Regions from separate parts of the Mus musculus genome. Here region 2 is linked to region 1. The links are chromatin contacts, called in public Hi-C maps. All regions are on one chromosome and are shown on one strand. Each heading gives the region's core, a stretch centred on a gene start, on an enhancer-like site or on the middle of the called end of the contact. The rest is flanking DNA. Distances are from core to core; before and after follow the strand shown.

What was found. Hi-C and Micro-C count contacts between places; a contact is called where the count stands out from the background.
Region 2: a contact with region 1 is called in a Hi-C map of ventricular fibroblasts, with 4 times the contacts expected there. The contact joins the enhancer-like site here to the promoter of Sdc2 in region 1. A contact is called at or near these places in 2 of 39 promoter capture datasets (the 3T3-L1 cell line and liver), 1 of 15 datasets of contacts at CTCF or cohesin (the NIH/3T3 cell line) and 3 of 484 Hi-C or Micro-C datasets (the AML12 cell line, the C2C12 cell line and ventricular fibroblasts).

Annotation. Positions count from the first base shown.
Region 1 is chr15:32,919,329-32,922,028 of GRCm38.p6, forward strand. Sdc2 (syndecan 2) reads left to right here and starts at 1,395. Exons shown (of 5, transcript NM_008304.2): 1 at 1,395-1,977. The coding sequence starts at 1,918.
Region 2 is chr15:33,329,153-33,331,852 of GRCm38.p6, forward strand. All of the region lies in intron 4 of Cpq (carboxypeptidase Q), which reads left to right. Among named protein-coding and RNA genes, the nearest start is that of Cpq, 250 kb to the left of the region's middle. Within about 2 kb of position 1,354, at least 20 of the 459 cell types and tissues checked have an H3K27ac peak or open chromatin away from gene starts, as enhancers often do. A contact at or near this core is called in the C2C12 cell line, where this site is marked.

The sequences.
Region 1 (2,700 bases), core at 145-2,644:
GTCTGTATCTCTCTCTGTCTCTCTGTCTCTCTCTCTGTCTCTCTCTGTCTCTCTGTCTGTCTCTGTCTCTGCCTGTCTCTGTCTCTCTGTCTCTGTGTATGTGTGTTTGTGCATGTGTGCGTGTGTGTGTGTGTGTGTGTATGGGTATGTGTTTGTGTGAGAAAATCACAGAGCTTTTTATGGTGTGGCTTGAGGTCTGGAGTAGTATTTACCTACAAAATAGTTATTATGTATTTTTAATTCATCCTACATGATAACAAAATAGTGGCTAATACTGAAATGTCCCTGTCCCTTTATAAATGGACATTACAGAAGAAAATGGGTCCATAATTCATTCAGTTTCTAAATCCAAGAGAACATCGGTGAGCATTAGAAGAGTATGTGCCTGCCTGGTTCTGTAGCACCATACAGCACCGAACTACATGACGCATGCTTTTGCTTTATGTAGGAAATACATACTCATTTTCTTAAAGCCAGAAACTACTTAACCATTCATTCTCTGAAATTCATCTGCTAATATCTAGACTCTCTAATTTTTCATCCTTATCTGTTGCAATTTTACATTTTCCAAAAGTAAAAATATGGAAATCGAACTTAGCTGATGCCTGGGGCAGTGTGTGTGTGTTTGTGTGTGTGTGAGTCAGGAGGCAGGGTACAAACTGTGAGCAGCAGAAATGGTTTGTAAGCCTTTAATGAGTTGTGCTTTGGAGTTGTTGTGTTTTGGGTTTTGTTTTTCTACCTTTTTGAGGGTTGTGGGTTGTGGGTTATAGTTGGGATGGGGGTGGAGGTGGGTCATGGGGGAAAGTTCCAAGGAGAATCTTAACACTAACTTGTTACAATTATTTTTGTCGTTTTTGAATTGCAATCTTCATTATCTGGAGACCTATGGGCACTGTGAATACTTGAAGGGGATGTATAAACTTTCTCATTTTTCTCGACTCTCATCTTTCTATTGACCCAATTTTCACAAGTAAGAAAAGGCTCAATATGCCCATTAAACCTTCATCGAATTTTCTTTAGAAAATTACAGCGAAGAAAAGGAGAAGGAAAGGGAAAGGGAGACAGAAGGGTGGTGGGGAGAGGAGAGGGTGTTGAGAAGGGGAAAGAAGGAGAGAGAAAATGAAAGAGCACTAAGGTTTGCAGAGGCAGGTTCTCAGGACAGCCACAGAGTGGAGCTGCTGGCTCCCACTGGCTCTGGGAGCTGCCAATCCCAGTGTAATCCCGTAAGAATTTCTCCCTGGTTTTATCATGGAGTCCTGGCAACCTCCTTTCCCCCAGTAGCTGGGAGGAACCTTGAGGGCCAGGCTAAGAAGGGAGGGAAGGTAGGGGCGGTTGAAGCGGAGGCTGAGCAGGACCAAGACCAGGACCAGGGAGAGGACACGGAGGGGTGTGGGGTGAGATCGAGGGGGAGGACCCAGGAGGAGGCGGCGCGTAGAAGGAGGGGCGCTGCAGCCAAGCCACCAGTCTAGCTGTAGAGTGCTGTACTCCAGATACTCCTGGAGCTCCAGCCCCTCAGACCGCGCGTCCCCGCCGCCGTTCGCCTTTCGGCATCCTAAACTTGAGCGGCAGCTCGGTTTCAACCCATCGACTGCTTGCTTCAAATCAGACAGCATTGCGACCCAGACACCGGAGTCCGCCGAGTGAAAGCACAACGCTGCCCTGTAGGACCAGACCAAGAAAACAGCCTCGCGAAGCAGCAACTCTGGGTTGGGAGTACAGAAGCCAACAAGTGAGAAGGCGCCGCGTTTCCGGGGCGCAGGGAGAACGCTAGAGCAGGCGCCAGAGAAGACAGCTAGAGCTCGGAATCGGAGCCCAAACCTCTCTCCTGGAGGCGGCTCAGCTTCTTTTTTTTCTAGGCCCTCTTAGGCTTGCTCTGGGCTTCCTTTTATCCGGGTAGGAGCCACATCCCTGGGGAATATGCAGCGCGCGTGGATCCTGCTCACCTTGGGCTTGATGGCCTGTGTGTCCGCAGAGACGGTGAGTGGGCCCAGCCGGGGAAGTGCACTGTTAAGAGTGCCCGGGCAAATAGAAGAGCCAGAGGGTAATTGGGGGATGCTACCTGGGGGATCTGCCAACCCTGAACGTGGGGCTGCCTAGGTTCTACTGAAACAAATGAGCTTGCTTTTCAACCACTTGCCCCTGGGCTCTTCCTTTTCCCTCTTGCACAATTGAGCTGCTACAGGGAGTTACCCAAGCCATGTCTTCAGGGGGTGGGAGCACAAGACTTGGAGGTTAGGGACCCCACAGGTCCTTAAAGTCATTTCCAGCTTTCTGCCTTGGGGGATTTTATGGTGTAGTCTAGGAAGGACAGAGGGCTAAAAGTTGCAGGTTACTAGAGCACCACTGCGGGCCAGGAAAGGATCCAGTAAGCTCTGTGTACTGGACAAACCCCAGGGGTGAGTTGGAAACTTTGGGGAGGATCTGTTCCTCTGCACACATCCCCCTACTCCAGGCTTTGAGCTTGACTGAAGGCAAGTTTAGGGAGATAGGGTCCATATTAAGGAAACCGAGAGTATCAGGAGTGAAAGTTTCTAAAAGTGCATTTGTTTAATGCTCCCTGTGGCTGTGGCAAGGGGCCCACACTAAGTGGAGATGCAGTCGGTGGTCTATTTGGAGGCTCCTGGCTTCATGGAGCTTTTGGGAACAGGCCTGGGCTCTCTGGTTTCTGGGATCTTCCAGGAACGGTCCTTGTGGAGCAAA
Region 2 (2,700 bases), core at 104-2,603, 410 kb after region 1:
ACAGATTTTGAACATTGTTATTGATAGTTCTCAAGCCTCTACCCTATTATGCCTATCTTTATTCTGTATTATTTCTTTAATTTTTAATCATCATTCTTTGATATATTACGTTATTGATAACAGAATTTTGTTAATTCTCTGCCTTGGGGTGTTCTAAATGTGAACAAGAATTTTCTGCTACAATTCATTTTTCAGTAGTAGTGATATTGCCTGAGATTGGCACATATCAGACACTGGTGAAAAGATGGAGACAATCAAGGACAGCAGCAGACTGAAACAAGTGAACTTAGGCATAGAGTTTACACTGCTTTAGAGTGACTGTCCCATCATGTCCTGATAAGACAGAAGCCTGCCTGAAGTGAGATGAAGAATCTGTAGGCAAATTTCAAGGCTGAGAAATTGTTTAGAAGTCTCGCATTATCAGAGACAAAAATATCCATGAAGAGGTTAAAGTCAGGAAGCAGATTTTCTTAAAAGCTAGTTGATATTTCTATTGCTAGTAGACAAACTCTATTACTATTGCCCTTTTGGCTACACACACTGATAACCTTCCACCATGAAATGGAAGAGAAGTTTTGCTTCATTTTGTATTACAATTAAGTAACCCTTATGCTCTTCAGGATGTCTGGCCTTTTGTCCATATTCTTGGAGAATTCTAGAATTTTCCTCCCCCCCACCTCTGCCCGACACCCAGTACCATCCTAGTGTGATTCCAGTGAATCTCCAGTGCCTTCCCAACTGCTCTTCTTGATGGTGAATATTACATCTTGGATTTCATGCTCTGCCACTTGTGATGACTGCTCATAATAAAGTCAAGATATGACCAGCAATTTTAAAAAGGTTGGAATCTTCCCAGGATGTACAATGTATCTTCAACAAAGGGACAGCTGTGATGAGAACGAGGGGGCCTTAATACCTCTTTTTCCATGGATATAAAACTTTGTTATGGTAAACTAACCCTGTGATATCATATAAACTGCTGGCATTCTCGATTGTTTTAATGGCCACTCCTTATTGCCTAATGCTAAGCATTACCATCTGTTCCATTCTTAATTATAAATGCAGCAGTAATTCACAATTACATCAGCAACAGTGGGAATAAAATGGATCTCGAGGCCTGTGCTTGCCACAAGGCAGCCCTCCTTTGATTCTTTACTTCCACTGGAGGCACTTGTTAAAGAGGAGAATTTCTTGTCCTTTTCTCAGTATACTACTATCTAAGGATCATGAACATTTCTCTTAGTGAGATGGAGAATTGTGACTATTTTCTGTCTTCAGAGCTAGGGAGTGTGGGCAGTTCTTTCTCACACTACTGGGAGCAAATGATGTGATCATCCTGCTGTTATTGGCCAGTGTTTTTGTGAAAAGAGAGATTGTTGTAATAGCCAAATGCAATGAGTCACATCAATCCCCCAGAGAAGGGATGGGAGTGGACATCTTAGGAGCTTTGGTCATTATCCTGCCTTGTCAATGGAAAATAAAGGAACATTTGTGGAGAGGGATCATGTAGAAATGGAAGACATAGTCACTTTAGATTACTTAGGCTTTTTTAAAGTGGAAAAGTTCATTAAGTTATAGGATTTATCAAATTACCACTCTTTCAAACTGTCTCTTTCAAAACACAATCACTCTCTTTCCCTTTTACAGTGCTTGATCAAGTTGCTCATGGCACTGGAAGTCAGCAGAACAGGGTAGCATATAGGACATGACTGAAAGATAAAGCAACAACAGTATCTATCATTTAATAACTGTGGTTGAGACATTTGTAGTTTTTACTGCATCATGTGTGTGGGATTGTGTACATGTGTGTTTTTATGTGTCTGTCTATATGTATGTATGTATGTATGTATGTATGTATGTATGTCTCTTTGTTCATGTGTTTGTGCACATACATGCCACAATGCACACTTGGAGGTCAGACACAGCTTACTGAACTCATTTTTCTTCTATGACCATGTGGACCCTACCAACAAAAATCAGGTCATCAGACTTGGTTGAATGACCTGCTGAACCATCTTGCTAAGTCACAAACTGTTTTAGGATAAGGTAACCAAAGCATTTTTGTTTGTTTGTTTGGTTGGTTGTTTGTTTGGTTGGTTTTTTGTTTGATTTTTTTTTAACTTATTTCAATATTTCTTTAATTTGTGTGAATTTAGTCTCTGTTTTTGTTGTTGTTGTTTTAAACTTATTTCAATATTTCTTTAATTTGCATACATTTAGTCCCCTGGGTAAGTAAAATAACAGAGCATGAGGCTGCAGGTTGGCAATGAGAAGAGTTAAAGAAACAAAACAGAATAAAACATATCAGACAATATCTACGGCTCTTCTGTCCACATGAGAATGAGTAGCTCATGAATGAAGAGACCTCCCTGTTTTGGTGCCAAAGTTCAGTTCCAAGCCAGTAAGGCTTAGGCTGGTGCATGTTCTTAGTGAAGATCCAAGAACTCAAAATTTGGCAAAAAGAGAGAAGCCTGAGTCTCTTTCTACCATTACCCTTCTCCATATGGGAAGCTTCTTCTGCATTCAGCTGGCCTCTAGGCTTCTATTCATTTCCAGTGTGCTTTGGTTATTCCTCATGATAGCAACATCACAGTGGCTTCCCTCACGTCTTGCCTCTCCTGTGTAAGGTCCTCTCCCCTGCTGTCAGGCTGTCACTGAGCTGCCTTCAACTATGATATAGTAAACAAGCTCCTGAAAACC